Linked DNA regions of Sus scrofa: region 1 is linked to region 2. The links are chromatin contacts, called in public HiChIP or PLAC-seq maps. All regions are on one chromosome and are shown on one strand. The core of a region is the stretch at or near the end of the contact, and the rest is flanking DNA. Distances in the headings are between cores, read along the strand shown.

Evidence for each region. HiChIP or PLAC-seq counts read pairs in DNA pulled down with a chosen protein or histone mark.
Region 1: an H3K27ac HiChIP or PLAC-seq map of skeletal muscle shows a contact between it and region 2. The contact joins two enhancer-like sites. A contact is called at or near these places in 13 of 47 Hi-C or Micro-C datasets (adipocytes, alveolar macrophages, embryonic fibroblasts and 6 more) and 2 of 2 datasets of contacts at active chromatin or transcription factors (alveolar macrophages and skeletal muscle).

The regions. Positions count from the first base shown.
Region 1 is chr13:67,775,719-67,781,453 of Sscrofa11.1, forward strand. The region is part of intron 2 of VGLL4 (transcription cofactor vestigial-like protein 4); the gene reads right to left. Among named protein-coding and RNA genes, the nearest start is that of VGLL4, 95 kb to the right of the region's middle. Within about 2 kb of position 3,138, at least 70 of the 83 cell types and tissues checked have an H3K27ac peak or open chromatin away from gene starts, as enhancers often do. A contact at or near this core is called in liver and skeletal muscle, where this site is marked.
Region 2 is chr13:67,741,690-67,747,310 of Sscrofa11.1, forward strand. The region is part of intron 2 of VGLL4 (transcription cofactor vestigial-like protein 4); the gene reads right to left. Among named protein-coding and RNA genes, the nearest start is that of VGLL4, 130 kb to the right of the region's middle. Within about 2 kb of position 1,517, at least 19 of the 83 cell types and tissues checked have an H3K27ac peak or open chromatin away from gene starts, as enhancers often do. A contact at or near this core is called in liver and skeletal muscle, where this site is marked.

The DNA.
Region 1 (5,735 bases), core at 1,888-4,387, 36 kb after region 2:
GAAGTTCACCAAATGCACATTGTTCCTGCCCTTTGACAATCTTCTATCCCAACAGGCCCTCACCCCAAGTCTACCATTTATGCTTAATTTTCCCTTGATTCTCTTGTCAATTATGCTTGTAGGTTCTTTGGTGCCAGGGAGCAGTCACCAAGCAGAGTCCACATCTAAACGATTTAGAGCATACCCTAAATGCGGGATTTTCAGGAAGACTTTGTATGCTAAGAGATAACTGGCTGAGAAAGACTTATTTGTGTCTAAGTGCCAAGAGAGGCTGAGGAATGATGGTGCAGACACATGTTTTATTTTTGTGTAGCACAGTTCCAACACAACTAAAGAGTATAACGAACCTAGGGAATAATGAACCATCAACATCTTTTTAAAACTAAAAATCAAGAAAATTAATTTGTCCCTTATTCATAAGAGATGTGAAATATGCCTGGGCCCTATATGAAATTAAACGCTACCAACCAACTGTACATTCCATTTTCCAAATAACTTCCCTGGAATGCTGGTGCGCTGATAGGTTAAATGCAATTATTCTCAAAGTGTTGGGCTTAAAAGGAACAATAACAGTTCCAACATTTCTTTAAAAAAAAAAAAGTCCCGTCTAAGATTTCTGCCCATCTTCTAAACACCATTTTGAGTTCTGAGCAGATGTGTGCAGTGTTTACACTGAGAAAACCACGAGGACATAAACAACCCACTATAAACGCCACTCTGATTTTGCTGTGCTTTTCTTCATTTCCTGTGTATTTATTTTGGTGTTAAAATAATGTTAACTCTCATAATAAGGAAAATAGCAGCAGATGTTTAAACCAAACAGACCACAGCACATCATCTTACATATCTACTCAACTTTCAAAATCAAAGTTTCTTCTGCCCAATTAAGGAGGGAGCCTAGAAAACGACCAGTGTCCTGCATGGTACCTTCTACAACAGATCAAGCTGGACAAGTTCCCTGCCAGCTTTTCCTCACCACCTGCTGACACAAAAAATTAATGTGGTATCTATTTCCGAAGAATCTCTAAATTCCTCTTTTGGGCTGATCATTATGGTTTGTTTTGAAAATATCATGTTACTCAATAACAAAGATAATCCCACAGAAACGGCCTTAAAATTTTTAATTTTGTGTTCACCAAAAAAAAAAAAATTTTTTTAGCTAGCTGCAATATGTTAATTTCACATGAAACAGGCCCAGTCCACTGCTGCTTAGACCACTGTAAAGTCTGCCTTTTAAGTGAGTGACTTCAGAAGCAGCAGATTCAGAGAAAGCAATTCACCAAAATTCGCATTCCTGGAACAAGTAGGAGTTAAAAAAAAAAAACTTCAAAAAACAACTTTGAAAGATGAGATTCTTATCTACAGAGTTAAATAAAAAACAACATGAATGAGGGTGTTTTTTTTTTCCCTTGAAGGATAAAGGGTAAGTTTTCAACTGCTTAGGCAACAGGCCCAAAGTTTTTACGTGAAAAGATACAACTACGTCAGATAACCCTTCCAAGTTTCCCCAGTGTTTTCTTTTTCAAGAAAAATGCGAAGAGAAAAACATGAAAACTTCTCCTGCTGAATCAGAGAGGAGATGCCACCTCGATTTGTATGTGGTTACAACAAAAAAACACTCCCCCTGCCAAGCCCAAGCTGAATTCCCCTGTCTCCAGCGACTCAGACTCAGACCATTACCACTTTTTCAAATCGCACGTAGATGAAGTTTCAACAGATTAAGGAACCGCTTTTTCTCTCCTTGCTACTAACAGACAGCCTGAAATACTACAGGACAGTGGGGAAATACCTCACGGTTAGCAGGAGGTAATAAACAGTAAGAATTCAGGGCTCTTTTTTTTTTTTTTTCTTTTCTTCCCTTTTTTTTTTGGATTTAGCTTTCTGGTTGGTGCGTTGTGCAATCACTTCCACAAGGGACCAGAGTGTGGAGGAACTGTGGAGGAACATCGTTCAATGTCAGAACTCTCCCAGAGCTGAACAGGAAATGGTAAATCAGACAAAGAGCCAGTCTGTGCTCTGTGACATGGGTGCCCTCCCAGTCCCCCAAACTGAATAGAAAAATTCTTCATTGTTTGGGACAATCGCTCCCGAAAACAAAAACTCACTGTAACTTTCTGTTCCCCTCTACAGGAAAATGCAAAGTGCTTGCTGGCTGTTGGAATACAACAGGAATACTGTATGTAGATGGTGTGTGTTTAAAATGAGTATCAAAAAGAGAGAGAGAGAACCGGACATGTTTCACTTTTTACTTGGGTCCTAGAAGTTCTTCCTCTAAAAAAACACCAACGGAAATAAAAAAAAGAAATACACTGTAAAAACGCTAAAAGAGTGAAAAGTTAGTATGTAGCAAGCATAAAGCAAACTTTTAACAATGTATATTTCAACACCTCCCCGCCCCGCCCCCGCCCTCTCCACTGTAACCCCTGAAGCCTCTGATCAAAACAACAAACTTTGTCCTGAAACAGCACCTAAGAACCGCTCTCCTTTCAAGGCATGCTAAGGTCCCAAGAAAGAGAACAAAATGCACAGAAGTCCATCAGGACCGGAAAGGAGGAGTGGCCTTGACCAAAGCAACAGGGTAGCAATTTCTAGAAGGGAACGTCTACCTTCATAGCACAGAATGCCGATATTGTTGTTCATCTTGTCCAAGTACTGGTAGTTCAACAGGTCCATCTTCATAAATAGCATTTATTGGGCTAGCGCAGAAAACCAGCTCTTTGCTTTCGCCCTGAAAGAGTACGTTTCAAAAAGCAATTATTGCTGAGTAGCTCCTGGCTCTTCTCTTGAAACTTCACAAAGACGGAGGCCCAGCCTCAGCTGATCAAAACAAAGTAAGCTAAAAAAAAAAAAAAAAAAAGAAAGAAAGAAAGAAAAAAGAACGCACTCGCAAAAAATTGAACTGCAGAAAACCCTTCAAGGGTTTATTTGTAGACGGTACACGTCCTGGATCCTCAATCAAGCATTTAAAAATCGTTTCAGAAGTCCTGATGAAGCTTTCTTCGACGTAAGGAAGGAGCAAGGAAGAAAACCACGAAGCACATTTCCTAGGACAAAGCGGCGCCCGCGTCCCTCACAGCCCGCTGCAAGTCCGCGGCGCCCACACGCCACTATGCCTGGTATGACTCGTATGCAAATGAGCTTCCTCTTCCCAGCGGGAGGGAGCACAGAGCATGCTCACTGCATCCCCGGGGCTCCTCAAATGTCAGGGATATTTTCTGCACAAGATCAGGCTCTAAATGTATTAAGTGTTTGAAAGAAAAAGAGGAGGTGGAGAGTCCGCACAGAGAGAGAGGCTGGGGCAGGGCTGCTCTGGACAGGAAGCAGCCCTGCCACTGAGAGACCGTAGGAGGAAAAGAAAACCCAGGAAGTTGCTTTTTCAGGACCTGAGTAAAAAGTCAAAAATCCTTCATGGAAGCAAACTTCCATGGAATTTAACTCTGGTGTAGCTTCACTTTGGGGCTTCAGAAACTCTTAACTGTTTTGCTGTGGGACACATACCACACATTTTATTCTTTTTTTTTTTTTTCTTTCTTTCTCTTTGAAAAGTTATTTTACAATGTCCATTTACACTTTCACTGTATATTTAAAATGCTGATGCCATGTTATATATACCTTCCCTCACAACCCTCATAAACAACTCACATAAACTGGGCAGGGATGGTATCACTTTTTACAGCAGCAGAAACTGAGGCTCACAGGGATTAAATAATGGTCTGTGGCTCCCAAAATAGTTGCCAGAACTACATTTAGAGTGTCTTATTCACTAATATTATAACCTTCTAAAAAATGAGGGGAAGAGAAAGAGAGAAGCTTAAACAAGTAAGAATATGTATCCAAGACAGAAAGCCTACTGGAAATGATGGGGGGGGGGGTGGGGATAAAATTATTTTCACTTTGCATATAGGAAAGCTGTTCTGTCTGTGTATTGGAGGCCAATAGAGTAGCATAGCACCATGTCACTCCTGACAGGAAGGGCTGGGAGCTTAAACTTCATATAACCAGTATCCAGTGCAAGCGGTGCTTAGCGAACAAGTAAATCGCTGAATGTTCAGAGCCTTCAGCACAGGAAAAACTTGCTAACAAAGTAAGGGGGAAAATAGTTTTATCTTTGGAGATGGTAGTTAGCTTTTGGCATTGTAAATAGACTAATCACCATAGGAAATGTTTCTATACTGATACTGTTGTATGCTATCAGGAAATTCAGAAAATATCAAGGGGTGTGCTATACTATAAACCAAAAACTTACAAATTTTTTTTTCCCTTTTTTCAGCCACCTCCCGGGGGCATATGGAAGTTCCTGGGCTAGGGACTAAATCTGAGTGGGAGCTGTGACCTACACCACAGTTGCAGCAATGCCTAACCCACTGGGCAGACTAGGGATCAAATCAGGGCCTCCACAGAGACAAGCTGGATCATTAACACACTGTGCCACAGCAGGAACTCCAAAACCGGCAATTTTAATACTCTAAAGAACCGAGTAAATAATGTCAAGGGTTTATATGTAAAAAGATTAGCAACAGTTGCATCTTGGGTAATAGGCATGTTCAGGACAAGTTGTTCAAATCAAATCTTACTTGGAGATTAATACAATACCCTACTGTTGCCATCACTGCTGCAGTAGGAGTAACTGGGATAGCAGGGGTGAAGTGGACAACAGAAAAATCAAGAGTTCACAAGCTTTAATTTATAAGCATTTATTAATGCTAGAGTACATATCCCAGTATCTGAATAAGCTATACTGAAAAGTATGCATACCACCAATTGCAATGAAAATACTTAATGGAGAGGGTCAGAAAAAGACTCTTATTATGTGTATACAAATCTGATGTATATTATTGTACTTAATATCGTTAGGTACAGATTCAAATTCAACTGATAGTTCTGGTTCAAATTCGACTATACAGATAGTTTGAGAGACCAATGGTTATCTTATGTTTTTTGACAGAAGTTCTCAATAGGAAAACTTCATAAGTCATTTCCGTGCCCCTATGGGAGAAAGCTGACTGTGCTTTCTTAGAATTGGTGTACAGCTTTGGAAAATCCTGAGTCTGAGGGTGCATCCCAAATTAATCTGAGGGGGTACAGCCCAGCCTTGGTATCAATTTTAGAGTCCCAGTCTTTCCTAACACTCAGCTAAGGTTGACAACCATTGCATTTATCTCAGAGGGAAAAAAAATCACCTGCCTTAAGATACTTCATTTTATTCACTTACTTTGACAAGGAAAAGTTTTAAAGTAAAGGAATTTAAACAGATTCAAACAATCCAATGGTAAAGATACCAGGAGAATATTTAGTAACTTTCCTTTAGTGACTCAGTAGCACTTACAAGGTGGTTTTCAGCATCTGAGTGGCAACCACCTGTGTGGACACAGGTACCACCTTGACCTCTATTTGGAGAGACCTGTGGTGACATCCTGGCTCTCATGGTGTCCTTCCCACAGATCATGACACCGTTGGGCTGCTACTCAGAGAAAAAATAGAGGAAAGGAGAATGAACACTTAGAAACCTTTGCAGCAACTTGAGAGTCATCTTGAGCCATTTTACGTCCTTTTACGTCACTGTAGATCGTAAACCATCCAGTCACAGTCGAGAGGCCCCAGCTGGAGGGTGGAGGCCACACCCACCAACTCTACTGGGCAGTCAGCGCCCCTCCAGAGGGACCTGTCACCTCCCTGCTTCCCATAACTTGCCCCTTATGCTTCAAGCATGTAAACTACCAACCATTACTCTCAAA
Region 2 (5,621 bases), core at 267-2,766:
ATCTAAATCTCACAAGGGCTTGGTAATTGAAAAAGGAGAAAAGATCTTTGTCAAGAACAAACTGGAGGAGGGAGAGTTGGACTGTCTGGGGAACCCAGTATTTTCGGTTTCTCCAGTTGGCTTAGCTACAATTGCCTATTTCACTTTTTTAAAACTCACAATTCTAACTAAAGAAGCTCAACTTTTAAAATGTACTTGGCCTTTTAAATGAAGATAATTTTCCGCAGGTATGTGTTACAGAAGAACAATGCCTAAGGGATACAAAAAAATTACTCAATTGCTGTCTTTGGTCATGGTGGCAGTTCTAGTATAAGGATCAAAAACAGTCCTTAAGGAGTTCCTACTCTGGCTCAGCAGGTTAAGAATCCAACATAGTGTCAGTAAAGATGCAGGTTTGATCCCTGGCCTCGATCACTGGGTTAAAGATCCAGCATGGCTGTGAGCTACAGCATAAGTCACAGATGCAGCTTGAATCCTGTGTTGCTGTGGCTGTGGTGTAGGCTGGCATCTGCAACTCCAATTCGACCCCAGCCCGGGAACTTCCATTTGCCACAGGTGCGACCATACAAAGAAAAAAAAAAGTCCTTAAATACTTCTCCCAATTGAAGATGAACAAGGATTTCTTCATAAGAATCAGCATATATTAATTTCAGCAAAAAAAAAAAAAAAAAAAGCTTAACAGAGAAAGAAAAAGAAAACCACTTAGCCTTATATGATGTGCTATATAATGATTCTGGCAAAATATTGTAAGAAAATTCTGCTTTCAAAGTCAGAATGGAAAAGCAGGTGGGGGTATCTGACCCAGGAGTCTGTAGCCTTATTACAAAATCCTGTTCTTGCCGTATTTAAAAGAGTCCAAGACTCCTTATTTCCTACATTATAAAATAGCTAACACTGAAGCTTGTCTGTAATCAACTGGCACATGTTGATAGAACTGCTTCTTTCTTTGGGAACATGACACAATGGTTCATCTTAGCCTGGATCTGATACAGAAACTAACTGGAAGGCCTTCAGAACAGCACCTGTCTCTCTAGGATTGGCTTCTTCATTTGTAACATTAAGTGGTTCGATGAGCTCATCTTGACTGCCTACCTTCGGCTCTCAAAGTCTGCCTTCAACATAACGTTTATCTTCCAAGAATTGCTGGTCGAGAAATACTCAACTCTGATAGGACACACTTCACATGGTGGGAGAAAGAGTACCCTCAACTGACAGTTTACCTCATAACTGAGGGAGATTCAGTTAAAAATCAAGCACCCTTCTCAGTCTCAGTGTCCTGGCTTCACTGACTTATATTCCAACACAAGAAAGTGGTCCTGAGTCAGCTGAAGCCCGGGATAAATGCAATTTGGTCCACAAAACGCAGACGTGGCTTTTATAGAGCTGGTTGGTGGAGGCCAAGGCCCTCAACATGGAAAAGAGGCAATGGATCCGGCTTCAGAGAGATGAGTGGATCCTACGATAAAGCAGAGGTCAGCACTGGAATGCAGGTCACCTCCCCGTCACAACACCTCCTCACTGACTCTGTAGGCCAAATGCCAGGCCAGGATTTGCGACTGCATTTAAGACTGTGGCATGACTCAGGAGAAATTAATCAAAATAATGGCATTTATTATCGTTTTATGGAGATTAGTCAGACAACACAAGGCTGAAATGACCATGTCTGTGTTTATGGGACAAGGAAAGGGACCGTGATACTAAGGGGTATCTTGCTGTAACTTTTGAGGATTACTCACAAAAATTCCTCTGCCTTGCCCAGGAGAGAGTTTTCTGCCACAATTTAAATCTTTGCCGAATCCAAGATTTTATGTTCTACTCTTCTCCCCAGCCCTTCATTGTGTCTGAACCTAAATCAAAGAAAGAAAACCACAGCTTGGTCCCCCAAGTCAGCCACTCGGCTAAGGGATACATCTCCTGTCTGACCACAGCCCACGGCAACCAGGCTGACATCACCCTGCTGGCTGGGGAGCACCTGATAAAACAAATGCACACTAACATTTCACAACCCATCTCGCATCTCACATGCTCATGACGTGCAGAGCAGCAGCCCCAGCGGCTGGGGCTTATTCATTTTCTTTCAAAGAATACCTCATTGTCTCAGGGACTAGCAGCTGGGGAGTCTAGAGGGAAGTCAACCTCCCTCACACAGTTCAACTTGTGGCTATCCCCATTCCCACTCTGCTCAACTTTTTTCTTTAAAAAGGAGGGCTGTTAGACAACATGATGAACCCCCGGCAAGCCTGCAGAGATAAAAGATGTGACGCAGTGTCTGCCAGCAGTACCAGGATGACATGCGACTCCACGACTCTGTAATGAGCCCCCTTTCCCATCCCCCCTTGGGGTGCAACACAAAGTACCTTTCCCACTATCACTTGAGACTCATGGCTCTAAACTTGCAGAGCCCAAGCGTATGTTTTGAGCTGAACCTCAGCCAAAGGTCACACTTGTCCAGTCAATCAGGGGTGAGAGTGGGGTCTATGCTAGACCTCTGACTGAGCTTGGCTGGAGTAGCACTCGTCTTTTCTTTAGAGCAACAGTGAGACTGTTGAGAAAAAGAGAGGAAGAAAAAGAAAAAAAACCACAACCTGTGTGACTGCTAATAATAATTAAGGCTAACAACATCAGAGTAAAACTTGGAGAGTTGAAAATATACCATTTTAATTAGAATTTCAACTACTCCAAACAATCCATAGACATTCACTTTGTCAGAGCCTTCTTGTTTCTTGTATTAGTCTATTTTACCTTAAAAGCATTTAAAAATATGAGAAGTTATTCTGGGTTGACTATAATCCTGTAAGGAAAGTGGGGAGGAATAACTCCCATCCTACAGCCAAGGAAATTAATGTTTCAGGATGGGTGAATAGCTCAAGTCACAAAGCTGATTAAGAGAAGGGCTGGAAGAAGAAAGCTGGCATTTAGATTTCCCAATTTTCAAAATCTTTCTAGCTGTGCAGGAGTGCTTCACAAGTTAAAGGAAAAGAAGTGGGAGGAAGACAACTGAAGGCAGGAAATGGGAGAAAGAGTCAAAAGGAATGAAGGGATAAAGGGTGAGGGCAGGAAGGGAGTCTTATGAGCTGAACTGTATCCCCCAAATTCCTGTGTTTCAGTTTTAACCCAAATACTCAGAATGTGACTGTATGTGAGATAGGGTCAAATGGGTGGGCCCCAATACAATAAGAGGAGTGTTCTTTTTTTTTTTTTTCTTTTTCTTTTTATGTTTGCACTCATGGCATATGGAAGTTCCCAAGATAGGAGTTGAATTGTAGCTGCAGCTGCTTGTCTACACCACAGCCACAGCAATGCCAGATCCAGGCCACATCTGCAACCTATGCCACAGCTTGCAGCAAGGCTGGATCCTTAACCCACTGAGCAAGGCCAGGGATCAAACCCACATCCCCATGGATACTAGTCAGGTCTTAATCTGCTGAGCCACGACAGGAACTCCCAAGACCAGTGTTTTTATAAGAGATTAGGACACGGACACAGACACACACAGACACACACAAACACACACAGAGGAAAGACCATGTGAACATGAAGACGGATATCTACAGGCAAAGGGGAGGCATCTCAGGAGAACACAACCCTGATGGCACCTTGATCTCGAAGTCCAGCCTCCAGAACCATGAGAGAGTGGATGTCTGCTGTGCAGGCCCCCCAGCCTGGGGTACTCTGTTCCAGCAGCCCAAGCTAACTAACAAGCAAGGAAGGAGAGGATGGAAGAGGCAAGGACACGGCTGAAACATGGGTCTTATGCAAAGAATAAAGTGCTTCACTTTGGGACCAAATCGCTTCCACCACTTGGTCTATCCTGAGTAACCTAACCTAGTGGGATGAGCTGAGGTGGAAGCAATCTAACGTCTGGAAGCCATGTCTGGATTAGAGCACATCTGCTCCCAGGAGGGGAGCAGACCAATGGGCTGGCATAGAGAGCAAGTGGACTTCTTGACTCAGTACCAGGAAAAGTGTAGAGACTCAAGTTGTGCCTCAGCACAAGGACGAGAGACCAGGGATCTCTCTGAAAAGCACTGGTAAATGGGAAGGTCTCAGAGACAGATGAGGGTCTCACCCAGATTGCACCCAGACAGTGCCAATGCTGCCAGTGTAAACAATCCCTAATGGTTTTAAACATCTGTAATTCTCTGAAGGCAAGAGGAAATGGGGTAAAAAAGTAATCCCAAAGAAATGGTAAGATGTCTACAATCCCCAATTTCCTTTCTATAGACACACATTAAGATATTTTAGTAAACTAAAGAGAAAGGTTAATCTGATATTGAAAAGCACTAACAATATTTTAAAGTAAGTTAAAAATTGTTATATTCGGAGTTCCCATCGTGGCTCAGTGGTTAATGAATCCGACTAGGAACCATAAGGTTGTGGGTTTGATCCCTGGCCTTGCTCAGTGGGTTAAGGAACCGGTGTTGCCATGAGCTGTGGTGTAGGTTGCAGACGCAGCTTGGATCCCGCATTGCTATGGCTCTGGCATAGGCCAGCAGCTACAGCTCCAATTAGACCCCTAGCCTGGGAACCTCCATATGCCGCAGGAGCGGCCTTAGAAAAGGCAAAAAGACAAAAAAATAAAATAAATTTAAAAAGTTATATTCACATCCATATGTTGCTATTCATTAAATTATCAAGTTCTGTATCATTTAAAATAACTGTGTCGTGCTATGGGTCAAAAAAAAAAAAGTCTATGCAATCTCACCCTACTGAATTCACTTTATAACTAAACTGTTTCTTCATAGATTATGTAGTACTAACCTGGGTGAAATGATCACAAAGTAAGAGGACTCAAAGTAATTTACTAAACATATCATCTATGGATATATAGCATCTCATCTTAAAAAAAAATTTAGGTACCTAATGGCAACATAATTAAATTGAAGATGCACAAATCTCAGTGTTAGGTTGTGTTGTGGATTCTTAAGTCATAATCGGGATTCATAAAGATTGAACACCTCTTTGCATCCTTGGTTTCCTGAAGCAGACCTAGGAAGCACATCAGCTTCTGTTCTAGGTCTTCTAAGGCCACAGCCTGCAGCTCTGATCAGAGCTTCAGGGGGTACAGAGTAAATCAGGGAATCTGAGTCTCAAAGAACAAGCCCTGCTTTTACTGTACTGTGTCTGCCTGGATATTGGGACATGGGTACAATGAGTCACACATCCTTACATGTCCGTCTGAGGCCCCAGCACTGACACGTGATCGTGAACTCCAAGGAGATAAGAGCATTTTAAGAACCTTGGATGTCAAGGGCAGAGAACCCTCCTTAGTGGAAAAGACTTTCTAAGCCTGCCAGAAATTCTTTGCTGTGTTTACACACAAATCTACTTTTGCAACATGTTACTGTTAATAAGAAAGAGTAGAATTATGAAAGCAAAGTGTTTGCAGATGGTATTGGAATCAGGCACTTTGCTGGAGGCTCAACTTTCTTTCTAGTAGAGTTTATAAATGCTTAGAAGGACTTGCTGAATGAGGCAAAGCAACGAGCCTGCACTAACTTCTTCAATAGGAATGCCACCTCCTAGGGGATCCAGCAGCCATGAAGTAGAGGAATTAAGCAGGTGGGGAGTGCAGGAGATGGTCTCACCTCTTCAAAATATAAGTGGGTAAAAATAGCCAA